Regions from separate parts of the Arachis hypogaea genome. Here region 1 is linked to region 2. Evidence: chromatin contacts called from public Hi-C data. All regions are on one chromosome and are shown on one strand. Each heading gives the region's core, a stretch centred on a gene start, on an enhancer-like site or on the middle of the called end of the contact. The rest is flanking DNA. Distances are from core to core; before and after follow the strand shown. Region 1 holds the start of LOC112782775. Region 2 holds the start of LOC112784255 (cellulose synthase A catalytic subunit 6 [UDP-forming]).

Region 1 (6,861 bases), core at 3,532-6,031, 670 kb after region 2:
ATGAAAAAAAGCCTGTCCAATCTATTATGTTAAAACCGTGTAACATCCAAAGTTTAATGTCACCTTTCTTTTGCATAAGATCATTGGAGTCTACTATTATACATTGATTTTAAGTCAAAAACACTTCGAGAGGGAGCCAATGATTTTTTATACCAAATTGGAAGATAGAAATCAAAATCATTTATGAAGATAGTCCTAGTTCAAAAAGTATTTACTCACATTTCCTTAATTATTATACAAATTAGAAAATAAAATCTTTCAAAATACTACTATCTTTTATAAAGAGAAGTTAATGTCACTTAAATAAATAGAAAAGAAGTACAATGATTTTTATCAAACTGTACAATGATTTTTGTCAAATTTCAGAGGAAATCAATATAAATTGCCATTTAAAAAAAAAACATTTCAGAGGCAAAAAAGGATGAAATACAATGCTCATCCTTTAATCTGGAAGTTAAAAATTTCCATGCTAAGTATACCTACCTATCATCACTAATTTCAATTAGCAACCTTACAAATATATCATTTTCCCTCTCACTTCTTAATTCTTGATAAGTCTGGTCAACTCTATGATTTTTGTCTAACATATTTTCATGAAAGACTCAATAAAACTATAGAGTTGTGCAGGATAAGCACTGTAAAGTGTAAACACTGAAACTTTGTATGATGGACCTGTTATGATATATATATATTTTTTCATTGTAGGTATCATTACCTATTTTTGTTTGGACATAAACTTTCTGTGAATGATGTAGCTACTACAGTATATGCATGCCAAATGAAAGTGGCAGCCCAAAATACAGAACTAAGTGACAAAAATGACAGCATCTAGTACACATTATTCTGATTTACATTTACTATCAATATAACAGCAGAAGATAGGTGTATTTGTATATTGAAAAGATGTTCTTAGTACAAAAATCACTGCATTCCTATATTATCATTGGATACAAAAACATTCTAATATATTTATAGATATACAAAAGACATCTTATGAATGACTAGGAGAAGAATCATTACCATCATCTTCATCTATGAGTTTAACACCATTGTTTTTAAGGGCATTAACAATAGCCCAAACCTTGGTTTGGCTCTTAAATCCCTTCTTCTTTATTTCCTTAGTTACATTGACATAAATTCCTCTTCCTTGTCCATCCTTAAGTCCTTCAACTTTGAGACGCATGGCCAATATCTCCCCAACAACAGCAGCTGCTTTCGCATTGCAGGACCGGCCACTCTCAAGTGACTGTTTAATGGAGTGCTCCGCTGTGGAGGAGGTTGCTACAACATGACCATGGTTTCTATCCACAACATTTGCCGTAATGTGTTTCAATGATATGAATATTCTCAGCACGTACCGCTTCAAAACAGTCATTCTTCAGTTATCTAATGGCAGATAGAAAATTAAGCACACAAATTAGTTTAATAAAAATGAAAGGGATGACTAAAAGCAATGCCACACATAATGAAAGGAGAAACCAATGTCTTGATTACAAACAAGTCATTAACATTCTTGGTTGCAAATTAATTATTAGAAGCAAGGTTCTGAAAACCGAACCGGTCATCAATCCATTCTAGTCACTGGTTTATTGGTTCATAGGCTCAACCAGTCTAATCGTGGTTCAACCGGTAAAACCGTTTTATAATAAAAATAATAAATAAATTATAAATAAACACTCTAAAACATAATTATAGTTTAATATGAACTTTAAAATATCTTCTAAATTTAAAGCATTACATGAAATATCATCAATCAAATCTTATGATCTTTCTTCACAGACAAGTCACTTATAACCTAGGAAATTATAGTACTATTCTTAACTGCCTCAACAAACTGAAGAATCTCGGATTCAACCTTTTCGACTAAATTGGCTTTCACTGCTGCAACATATAATGCGGAGGCATATTTTCCAAAGCCACCAAACATAACCATGCTTGATTTTCTTGACAGTTTCCAAGCCAATGATAGGAAACCTGCCATACTTGAGTCTAATGTTTTAAGTCACAACAAAATCATACTAAATAAATTCAAGTGCCTTGGAAAATGATTAAATAGAATTCAACTTAGAATGAGACTAAATCAAGACATATGGAATCAAATCTCACATCAACAAAGGGCCCTGCTGATACTATGAATAAGTCAGATGCCTTCCAGCGATCTCCAATAAATTGGGTCACTTCCTGTGATGGTCGTGCCCTTAAATGCTGACCATTCATCCACCTGAATAGAAGACAAGGAATAAATTTAAGAAACCATAAATAGATATTTATTGTATACTTTTAACAACAATGCTTTTTAGGAGTAAGAAATATATAACTCAAAATTCCCAATATAAATAAACTAACTAATAATTGTCACTTTGGGCTCAAATTTTGTGTATTGAGGGATCCATGTTATGTCAGCTAAGTTTCCTGGAAGCTATTTTATTCTTCTAGGGGCTTGCCAACCTAACTGGTTAATACTGCTGAAACAACTTAATTGGGTCAATAACTTTAGTTTGCTGAAACAAGGTATTTTGTTTTTCAAATTATATTTATTGTGTTTAACATTTGAATATCTGTTCGTTAATATAGGTGCTTGCCAACAAGAACGTGCACCTAAAGATACTCATTGATCAACTGCGTGATCTTCTCTCTGATATATCAACGTGGCAAAGTCCTTATTCAACCTGAAGATTAGGATGAACTCTTAAATTTGAGGATAGTATCATAAAATGAAAACCTGAGTTCAGAGTACAGTAAATGGTAATTATGCCTCTTGATATTCTAACACTTGAAGTTGCATAGTTGATCACAAAAGGAATCTTTTCCTTCCCTAAGATTATTGTTTAATGTGAGTTTACGATTAGAATTTTTTTTACTTAACTATTATCAAAGAATTAAGTCATTGTATTGTTATGACAAGAATTGTATTTGTTACCTTACTTTTTTTTTATATAGGTTTAAGATTGCTGCCTATTATTTTCAGGTCCAATTTGAAAATTGCCATATTCATTTATTTGATTTTGAGAAATATTTGATTAAGGGATGGGAAAGTGTGGCTGAGGCTTGTGTACTAGTGGCAAATCTATCTCCCTGAACTGTGAGATAACTTCTATGACAAATAAATTGTGTAAATCAACAATAAACACCAGACCACACTAACAGCAGCTCTCAATTGATAAACCCAATCAAAGAACAATCAGCATTTAGTTATGGATTTCAATAAACACCAGACCACACTAAACAGAACCAAGAAATCAGTAAACAGAGCATAAAAGGAAGAAGAAGAACTGAAGAAGTGAAAGCAGGGCCACTAACCTTCGACGGAGAGAAGGATGGCGAGCGGTGACCCGATGGCGAGCTGCTCCAAGCCTCGAACAGAGAAGTCAGGGAGGATGGGGACGACGTGCAGAGCTACAAAAGAGAGCCTGGGTTCAGGACACGGGGAAGGAGGAAGAAGCGGAGGCCGACAACACGGACGGCGGCGGCACGGCAGCAGAACGGTTGAGGAGGAACTAGGGTTTTGATTTGGTACCAATTTGAACACTGCTACAGTCAAAGGGGGGTTTGAAGAATTCAGTTTCGTATAATTTGAAGAATTTATAAAACGGTTTTACCGGTTGAACCACGGTTAGACCGGTTGAACCTGTGAACTAATAAACCAGTGACTAGAACGGATTGATAACCGGTCCGGTTTTCAGAACCTTGAAGAAAACAAAATCAACAATCAAGTTTTCAACTTAACAAAAGTACTAATCATCAAAACTAAAAAAATCAGCAACAATTCCCATAATCAGCAACATCATTTCAATACCATAATCAGAAAATCAGCAACAATTCCCATAATCCTGATTTCTGAATCAAAATACACATCAGCAACAAAAATAAAATTGAATCCATAGTTGGGAGCCACTCAAGAAGCACCACAAGATTGATGCATCTTGAAACCAACAAATACTGTAATGGCTTTATAGATCCTTGAAGTTACTGGGCAAGGTCACCAAATTTGGCATAGATACAAAATGTAGAACTTTTACCTCAAATTGGAATGTTGATCATTATTTCCCTCTGATCATTCTAGCTTGGCATAATCATCAACTACCAAAGTATCTAACAGAGGAAAATGTTCAATATCATGAACAAAATAAAATGGTTCCAAGTCACAGCAAACAAAATTCAAAATCCAATTAACAAAAATCATGAACAAAATTAAGTAATTAACCAAACTAAATGATTCCTAGTGACAGAAGATAAGATATAATATAACATCACAAAGGTGATGAACATTGTAATTAAGACACAAAAAGTAACTAGAATATGAAATCAGAAATTTCAGAACCTGTAATCACAAGAATTAGGACACGGTGACGGAGGCACGGTGAACACAGAGAGCGCGCTCCAGCGCTCCAACAGAGGGGACGACGTCAAGCTCCTGCGACGGCGCCGAGCTTCCACAGGCGACGGGGCTGCGGGGTTGAGCTTCCACAGGCGATGATTCCTAATACCACCACGGTCAGTTCCGCCCGGCGGCGACAGCACCGTCCACTCGTTCGGCGATGAGACCTAGCGACGCGAGGAGATGGGATCCAGGAGAAGAGGATCGGCGACGGCGAGGCTGGACGCTGGCTGAGGAGACGAGTTTGTCGGCGACGACGGCGCTGGGCACTGGGCGGTGGCTCCTGGCCTCCTGCTGCTGTTGGCTGGGAGAGAGAAAGAAAAAGGGGCCAGGGTTCCGTGGGTGGAGAGAGAGAGGGGGCTGGGTTCCGTGGACTTGTGTGCGAGTGAGGGGAGGGTTTATATATTTTTTTTATTTTTTTCATTTTTTAAAAATAAATAACCGGAAAAAAACCGTTCGGTTCAAACGGTTTACCGGTTAATCGCCGGTTCAATCGATTTTTTATAGGTTTTTTGTTAGACGGTTTTTTGCTTCAACCGAATCGGTTAGTTGACCGGTTCTCGATTAACCCGGTTGATTTGTCTGATTCGGTTCGGTTTTCAAAACAATGGTTTTTTTGGTAGAACATTATGTGTGTCATTTAGGTGCATCTTGATCTATTTTAGTTATAAATTTTGATGTTTGAAATTATTTATGAAATTTTATTGATAAATTATGTATAATTTATTATGTAAAATGTTTAATTTTATTAGTTTATAAATTATTAAATTTAAATATTTAAAATTATATATTGAATTTTTAATAATTTTATTTAATATTTAATTAAACAGTTTAAACCCCGGTTGAACCTAGGTCGAATTATTGAACCAGTCACTTTACCAATTCATTGACCGGTTCGGTTCTCGCAACCTTGTTCACGAATGAAGGTGGCACGGGTTGGATTTTCTTTTCTTTTAAAAAAAAAACTCAAAACAGTGTCATTTATTCTGAACCGGCCAGTTCAGCGGTTTTTGAACGGTTCACAAAAGGACGGTTATAAACAAAAGATTGGACTGTTTTATCATCGGTTCCCGGTTGGACCAATTCGACTGACTAGTCCGGTCCGATTTTCAGAACATTGATTAGGAGTAATAAACATGAAGGATACACCACTAAATCTGAAATTATACATAAAAGCAACATTTACATAACGAAATGAAATATCTCAAGTGCATAACATCATTGACACACTAAAATTTAAAATCATGAAGAGTAGTACAATGAGCGTGACATAGCAGATAAAATGTATCAAACTATGAAAATCTCAAATATGGATATAACATGTCACATAGCTTATGAACATTACCCAAATAGGTAAACAAGGAATCAACCTTCAATCCACTTATTCAAACAACAAAACTAGAAATCAAGAGATCAAGGAATAATAAGAATAAGGAACCATTAGTGTAAGTAGTAACCATGATCTCACTAAAACAATACTCCACACAATAAACTAATTTTGCAAAGCACATGTAGTTAAGGCATTTCATCAAACACATCATGAGCAAGTAAATAAAATGAAACGCTTACCGTAGCCATTCAAAAACTACTAAAACTGAACAACGAATTCTCGAGAGTCCAATAGCTCAAAACTCAAAAGCTGGAGTTTAACAATAGACCAAAATATACATTGATTTTAAGTCAAAAATACTTTGAGAGGGAGCCAAAGACTTTTTATACCAAATTGGAAGATAGAAATAAAAAATATTTATGAAAATGGTTCCAGTTCCAAAAGTATTTACTTACACTTCCTTAATTATTATACAAATTAAAAAATAAAATATTTCAAAATATCACTATCTTTCATAAAGAGAAATTAATGTCACTTAAATAAATAGAAAAGAGGTACAATGAGTTTAGTCAAATTTCAGTGGCAATCAATATAAATTGCCATTTAAAAAAATCATTTTTGAGGCAGGAAGGGATGAAATACAATGCTCATCCTTTAATTTGGAAGTTAAAAATTTTCATGCTAAGTATACCTACCTATCATCACTAATTTCAAGCTCCCTTGATTTTCCCTTAGAAAAGTCCAAGAGACAGTGGTCATGGTCAGTCTTGGCTGGTGGTGCACAAATCCCCACACCTTCGTACAGCTGTACCAGCAAGTGCACTGGGTCGTCCAAGTAATACCTGAACGAGTTAGGGTCGATCCCAGGAGGATTGTGGCTTGAAGCAAGCTATGGTTATCTTGCAGGTCTTAGTCAGGTGGATAGAAGAATTGGATTTGGAAGATGGAATTATAAAGATAATCTCAAAACCTAGATGAATATCTGTGATGGATGAGGCTTGGAGTTGATTTGTCTTTCTGAATTAACTTCGGTATTACTGCTCTCTTTGCTTGTGAGTGATTTCTTCAATGGCAGGCTGTATGTGATTGACACTGGTTTGAGCAGCTGCCAATACTCCTCCAGATCTGAACCCCAGGTTTAGTGCGGGTCTAT
Region 2 (7,210 bases), core at 3,797-6,296:
ATCTGTTTACAATTTGGGAGTTAGTACTAATCATATTAGAAAGCAAAAGAAATATATGCAGAAAGCAAGCTATAGAGAACTTACATCGAAAAATACAACATTCCGGTTTGAGTATCTATCATGCCTATCAATCCCATCAAATCTTTGAGGAAATTGTACATAGCAAACTTTCTTCCCAACTTGAGGGTCCATCATAAAACACATAGATTCTCTAAGTGCCTTGCTATTGTTAATATAGTGATCACAATCAACATTCAGAAGATAAGGCGCATTTGAGATAATTGCAGACACCCGGACCTTCAGAAAATATTATCACCACAAAAATGCATGTCAGAAAAGAATTGAGACCAAGAAATCATTAGCTGACTTAGTTAAGCCTGAACCAAAATAAAAGTAACTTGAGGCCTACCAGAGAATTCATTGCCCCTGCCTTTTTGTGGTGATCGAAGCCTGGTCTCTTCTCTCGAGAAACATAAACTAAACGAGGTAACTCATTCCCTTCAATGTCACGAATACCATCTTGACCGAGGAAGACCTGTAAAATTTTATAAAAACAAAGATGTTGAAGTTTCTAATTTAGCATCACAAAAAATGAAAAACCACTTTTGTGAGAAACAGACAGTCTTACTTGAATCATGCCAGGATGATCCCTCACATTATTTCCAGGCCATGGAGTACCATCCTGCATGGTCCATCCATCCTCAGGAACCTTTTGTGCAGTTGCCACCAAACTGTTGATCCTCACCTTAAATTCTTCATAATCTCGCTGTAACATGCAAAAGGGGGAAAATGGCCAATTAATTGCTTAACTTTTTTTCAAACTTATTCATACTGAATTTCACCAAGACACGCGTGCACATAACACTTTTACTTTGTAGTTTCTACAGAAAACCCTTTAATTTTCAATTTGTAAATTGTCTCCTTGATTTTAACAATCACAATTGGGGCAGTCTATAATGTAATATTCCATCCAAACAATTCTTTTAAATAGCAGGGTCAAATGAGAATTGATGCCATACTTTGAGAAAGGAAAAGTCTCAATTTAACAGGTCACACTATATGCAAAATAATTAGGATTAAGGTTCATTACTGGATGTAGCCAATAAATTATGCAGGATAGGAAATCTAATAGCCAACAAATATAAAGTGAAAAAGGTGTAGGCAAAGAAAAAAATTCAAAACCTTCATTGCTCTTCTTTCCCGGACAAATGCTGGATGTACTTTATTTTTTAGATAATCAATCTTCTGGTTGAAATACCATTCTGGGGCACGGGGCTCAATATTATATTTTTTACAAAATGGTACCCATCTCCTGGCAAACTCAGATGTTTCAGAAAGTGCTTCAAAAGTAAGCATGGCAGCACCGTCATCTGAGACATAGCATGCAACTTTATCTACTGGATAATCAACAGCAAGGATAGACAGAACAGTGTTTGCCGTTATCAGAGGAGGTTCTTTCATGGGATCAACTGTACTGACAAAAACATCTACACTCGACAACTCAGATGGTTTCCCTTCTTTTTCATACCTGCATTTGTTTATGAATCATATATTGAGGCAATATACTCCAAAAATTAAGCATCAAAAATAGAATGAGATATCAATATCATGGCGACTATACTAAAACTTAATCAACAAATAAAAAGCAACAGTTGCAGCAGCCTCAATTACCTCAGCGATAAACGATCAAGGTATGTTTCTCGCTGTATTGGGTACCATTTTGGAAACTGATCCATAATCCATGATACGCCAAACCATACCTCACAAATGACTGATGTCAACCACAACCCATATGCATCATTAACTGGATGGAGAATTCTATAATGAAAGAAAAGCCCAAGAACTACAAGACGGAGTATTATAATCATTCTGTATGGGTTTATCTTGCTTGAAGGGATAGGTAACTTCCGAGAAAGCGGCTGCCTGCCTTCATCCATCCTGACAGAACATAACAAGGGAGGAAATGTTTAAAGAAATGCTAAGCAAAACAAAATTATATGGCCAAGATTTAAAAACAAAATTTCTTTGTAGTTAAACTTATGCACAACCCCACCACAATATCTAACAACATAGCAGTCACACAGATCGCTCAGCTAAGAGATATTCATTTATGTTCCAACTACATATGGATTGCCACCATATTATAACAAAGCGATGAAAACTCTTAATTTCACTACAATCAATCAAGCAAAGGAATAATTTAGTAAGGAACAGGAAGTAATAGTATGAGAGTTACATGGGCATATCAGGGTCCTCCAAATCATCACCAAAGTTTCCACCATTGTCGTTCCCTTCATGCTTCACCACCTGAAGTTTGTCATTCTGCCTTTTCTTCCACTCTTCCATTTTATCCTTCCAAGCCACACTTCCATACCCATACACTGCAATATCTTTCTTTGGAACCATTGGTCTTGGTTGCACTGAGACAACAGAAGCACCATAGTCACAACATGAACAGCTATATGAAAATGAAATGTAAAAAAAGCACAATGAAGCAGTAGCCCAGGACATACATGGATTAAACGGATCAGTGTAAGGAATGGGATGAACTCTGTTTCCATTATTCATATATGGAGGAACAATTAGAGCATGTCGATCGGAAGATATTTCTGAATCCTATAAAGAATAAAAGCAGTATTATATGCAGATTTTAGTTTAGTACTAATGTGCAAATTGAATTCAAGTAAAATCTAAAAATCATCAAAAGGATAATTTGCAAATGCACCTCTTCCCCATATGTCAAAAGTGGGATCTCAGAATTGAGAGGAGCTGAGTCATGTTCAAAATTTGCAGGGTTGCCAGCAATATTAGAATTAGCATAATGTCCGGAAGACACTGCATCCGAAGTGGTTCCAAAGGCATCATGATGCCCATACTCAAACTCATTGTCTAAATCATCAATATCATCCTCGTCTTCATCACCTTCAACCCTGGGACTACCTGTAATTCATTGATTAATTAGTATTCGGCACAGTAAAACTAAGTTGTCAAGGAGAGATAATAACATAGCAACAATTTCACCTTTGATGCGTTTGTATCTGGTTTTACACTGTGGACATGCTTGATTCCCTTCTCGTCTCTCGTACTCATAGCAAGGCCGACAAACGGGGAATGCACACTCATTGCACGCAACAAACGGCTCCCCGTCCTCTGTGATTTCTATCTCATCCCCACATATCTGACATTTCTGTCCACTCAATTCTTGGACAGACTTAATCTGATAAGAACAAATGCAGACAAAAAAGGTGTAATTAGCTTTGAGTTCTTCAGTTGTGCAATATTTTAGAAAATTGAAAGATCCATTCCTATTGGCATCTTAGTATCTACATTAAACTAATAATTCCCATGAATGTTTAAACATTTTTGTGAATGTGACACGATCTAAGAGTCCAACTTTGCCACAAACCAATCTAATCTGATTTTAAACCCCAGGAGAACCCACAATCCTGAACTCCCAATACCAGAAACTCAAAAGCAAATTGGTTTATGACCAACAATTTAGGGGGTTAAACAAGAATAGGAATTCAATACTTGAAACAATTATCAAGGTTAGCTCCTAGCTACCAAAACGGAACGGGACCCTTATCCTCAACCAATGAATGAAGGCATAGAGACAAAAATGGCCAAGGTTAGCACAGAACCTCATCAAAACTAAGCGTTTTGTCAGAAGTACACGTTGCCATTGATTCATCGAAGAAAACCCAAACGCGAAATCATGTACTTCATATCCCACCGACAGTTTAGAAGAACAGAATAATAAAACAAAGCAAACAATAATATATGTAAAATCTGCGTTTATAGCCAAAGAATTAGAAGAAAAATACGCAGAGATTAGTTGCATAAAAAGTTATCAAACCCTATTATTGAAGCAGCCAACAAACCCAGAAGAGAACAAAAAAAGAATGCTTTATTGAGATGGAAATGAGAAAGAACAGATGAAAAATTAAATGCAATTGAATGGGAGAGCTTACTCTTGCATTCTCATCGGCATTGATGAGGACGAACTCGTTCCTGTTGTGGGAACCAGCAACGAGTCTACCACCAGTGTGCATCACTATTACCAGTCAATGTTGTTTAGATCAACACCAAAATCACCCAATGCTGCTATCAATACAGGCTCTGAGAGAAGATCCTAGAAGACACGCATACATGAAAACCAAAATGGACTATTTCTCCGTTCGATGCAAGTAACTCTGGAGGTTAAGACGAAAAAAGTAACATAAATGAGCGAAAGAAAGGCAAGGCTTTTGGAGTTGGTGTGTGAGTGTACTTTGATTCCTTGAGAAGCCAAGTTCCCTCTTGAAGCTGTAACCAGGCTGTTCGCAATCTATGCCAGAGAGAGAAAGAGAGATAGAAGGAAAAAGAAAAGAAAGAAATAAAGAGGAGTAAAACAAAGTATAGATAGTGTTTATGTGGAAGGTTGCGAATACGCGTAAATGCGTAATAGAGAAGGTATAGAGAGAGAGGGAGAGAGAAATAGAGATCGAGAATATTATAAAAGGGGAAGAGGAAACAAAAAAAAAAAAACAAGAAAATTAGAGAGTGTGTATGTGAGTGATGTAAGGTGGGGCCCGGGCGATGGTGGTGGCGCTGGGCTGTATCGCCCCACCGGAGTTGGGTGAAAACCTTTCTACTACAGATCAAATTAATTATGTCTTCCCCTTTGAGAGGTATGAAATGTAAAAGAGTGAGTGGGTTTAGAGAGAGAGAGAGAGAGGGAGTTGGAATTAAAGGGAAAGGAAGATAGTGGGAAGTATGTTCTGCTCCCGCGGCGTAGATTCATGGCCTTTCAAATATTGTGAAAATTACCTTCACTCCCTCCATCTCACGCGCCTTCTATACATGAACATTTCATTACTACTTCACAATTCAGAAACCAATAGGATAGGGGAGGCGATAGATAGGTGTGCGGACCACAGCTGGACTCTGTTGACTGTGCCTCTGTGCTTTGCCTTTACTACTACTATATTATTCATTATTCATTCATTAATCGCCCAATGTGATTAGCTCCCTTTCTGCTTTCCAGATCTGCAGCTTCATATCTACTAGTTGAAACTCTTTTAAACCACGCATCATTATTAAGGCTGCGTTTGTTTCTAAAAACAGGATAGGAAAAGATACTGATGATAGATAAAAATATAAAATTTTGGTATTTTTATATTTTATTTAGTGATAAACTAAAACAAATTATAAAAATTTAATTTATTCTCATTTTTTTCATTCAAAAAATTTGAGATGAAAAATATAACAATAAAAATATAATTATAAAAAATTAATAAGAATAATGAAAGAAAAAATAAAAAATAAGTTGTGTTCCTTGTTAGTGTCTCTGTATTCTTCCTGTCAGGATGGACACAAATACACTAATTCAGTGTCTCTGGACACATTGTCTTTGTCCATGTCTTCTCTGTCAAACACGATTTTGTGTCTCAGTGTCCCTGTTTTAGTGTCCTATCTCTGTAAACAAACGCAGCCTAATAGATCATTCTCGAATTAATATAATTAGATAGAACTTGTGATTAAAAGATGAGATGAGAGAGGGAGAGAGAGAGGGGGTGGAAAACACAGGGAGGGGTAGAATTAGGCAATTTCGTAAAGATCCGAGGGTTTGGAATCGAGAAGAGTACTGTAGATTGGAAAACGAATCGTTCTCTATCTTTGTAGATCATCTTCCTGAAGACATATCAAAGAGCTAGCTGTACCACTTGTTCAACTAGACTGGCGAATAAATGATATTTATCTCTCACGAAAACAAAAAAATGGTAATATGTACATTTTTGCGTTCATCCGGTATACAACGAAGGGTGGAGCCACAAAAGCTATTGTGGAGATGAATAGAATGAGGTTACGAGAAAAGGTTGTTTCAGTAGGAGAAGCGAGGTATAGACGAACAAATGAAGTGGAGAATGTTAAGAGGCATGAAGTGGAGGGCGATGGCCGGAAAATTGCTCATCATCAATCTCAACATGAGGAGGGTCTGAAGGTTTCAGGGAAGAGTATCGAAGAGCGTAGGAGACAGGCAGAAGCAGGGAAAAAAGAAGATCCACATGGCAACGGGTGGACGAAGAAGATGGAGGTTCCTGTGGCAAAGGAGAATCTTGAATGGCTACAGAGGAGTCTAATAGGCGGAACTACAAAGGCTATTGACAATAGATCCTTGAAGACTATAATTAGAAAGAACTTCCCTCAGGTTGTACAAGTACGAGAACTTGGAGCCTACAAAGCACTCATGACCTTTGACAGCGTTTTGAGTGCAGAAGAAGTCTACACGTTCAAAATGAATAATTTGCTGCAACTTTTTCATAACGTCTAGAGATGGGATGAGGAGGAACGTAGTGAAACTCGAAGGGTATGATTAGAGTGCTTTGGGGTCCCTCTGCACACGTGGTCAGCAGAGACGTTCAAGATAATAGGAAGCCATTGGGGAGAAGTTATTGGATGCGACGAAGCTACGGAATCATGCCTGTCGTTCAGTGTGGGACGGGTACAAATCGATACTTGTATTATGGACACAATTAAAGAGTGGATTCACATCACAATTGGAACTAGTGGATTCGACGTCCTAGTTAAAGAGGTGGGGCAGGAGAGTTATGGTCGGGAATGTAAGCTTCGAGAGGTAGACAATTCTTGTCCCCTAAAATCATGCGAGAATTTGGTTGCTAGCAGTTCGAGCACCATAGTTCCGGTGGCAAGCAGGGATCCGGTGGTTGAGCTGATGACGGCGGTGCCAAGGAAAGAAGAAGTGGACGAGGGTAGAGTAGTAATTTTTGAGAACATATTGAATGAATGGAGTTATTGCAATTCAATTCAATTTCAAAAATCAAAAGAAACGGATGATCCTAATTTAGAAGGAAGTGCTGATTTGAGAGGATATAATGATTTGCTAATAAATGATGCTGAATCCGAAAATACTATTACTTGGGATTACGGCATTGATGGGCTGAAGAAAGATAACTATTGGAGGGAAACAGGACAGCAAAAAAAGCTTGTTGGCTGGCCCAATAGAGTGTTTTGTGCAAATTGTGCAAATGGAGGTAGATTGAGCCCAACTAGCTTAAACAGAAGCCCGTTGCATACTAAAGATGCTGGACGTGGTGGGCTGGTGTTGGTGGATGCGGATCGGGTCACTCCAAGTCGGGTTGAGCTCTCACCCACTCCTGGGCTTTGCAACGCTGCACAGAATCAGGTGGATCAGGCGAATCAAATCCGG

What was found. A called contact is a pair of places that touch in the nucleus more often than the background predicts.
Region 1: a contact with region 2 is called in a Hi-C map of leaf, with 3 times the contacts expected there. The contact joins the promoter of LOC112782775 here to the promoter of LOC112784255 in region 2. A contact is called at or near these places in 2 of 8 Hi-C or Micro-C datasets (both in leaf).

What each region holds. Positions count from the first base shown.
Region 1 is chr20:109,875,429-109,882,289 of arahy.Tifrunner.gnm2.J5K5, forward strand. LOC112782775 reads right to left here and starts at 4,782. Exons shown (of 4, transcript XR_011879192.1): 1 at 4,322-4,782; 2 at 3,301-3,528; 3 at 2,107-2,221; 4 at 867-1,386.
Region 2 is chr20:109,208,933-109,216,142 of arahy.Tifrunner.gnm2.J5K5, forward strand. LOC112784255 (cellulose synthase A catalytic subunit 6 [UDP-forming]) reads right to left here and starts at 5,047. Exons shown (of 14, transcript XM_025827411.2): 1 at 3,972-5,047; 2 at 3,022-3,217; 3 at 2,726-2,940; 4 at 2,514-2,616; 5 at 2,237-2,420; 6 at 1,672-1,938; 7 at 1,183-1,528; 8 at 629-766; 9 at 410-535; 10 at 85-297; 11 at 1-2. The coding sequence starts at 4,052.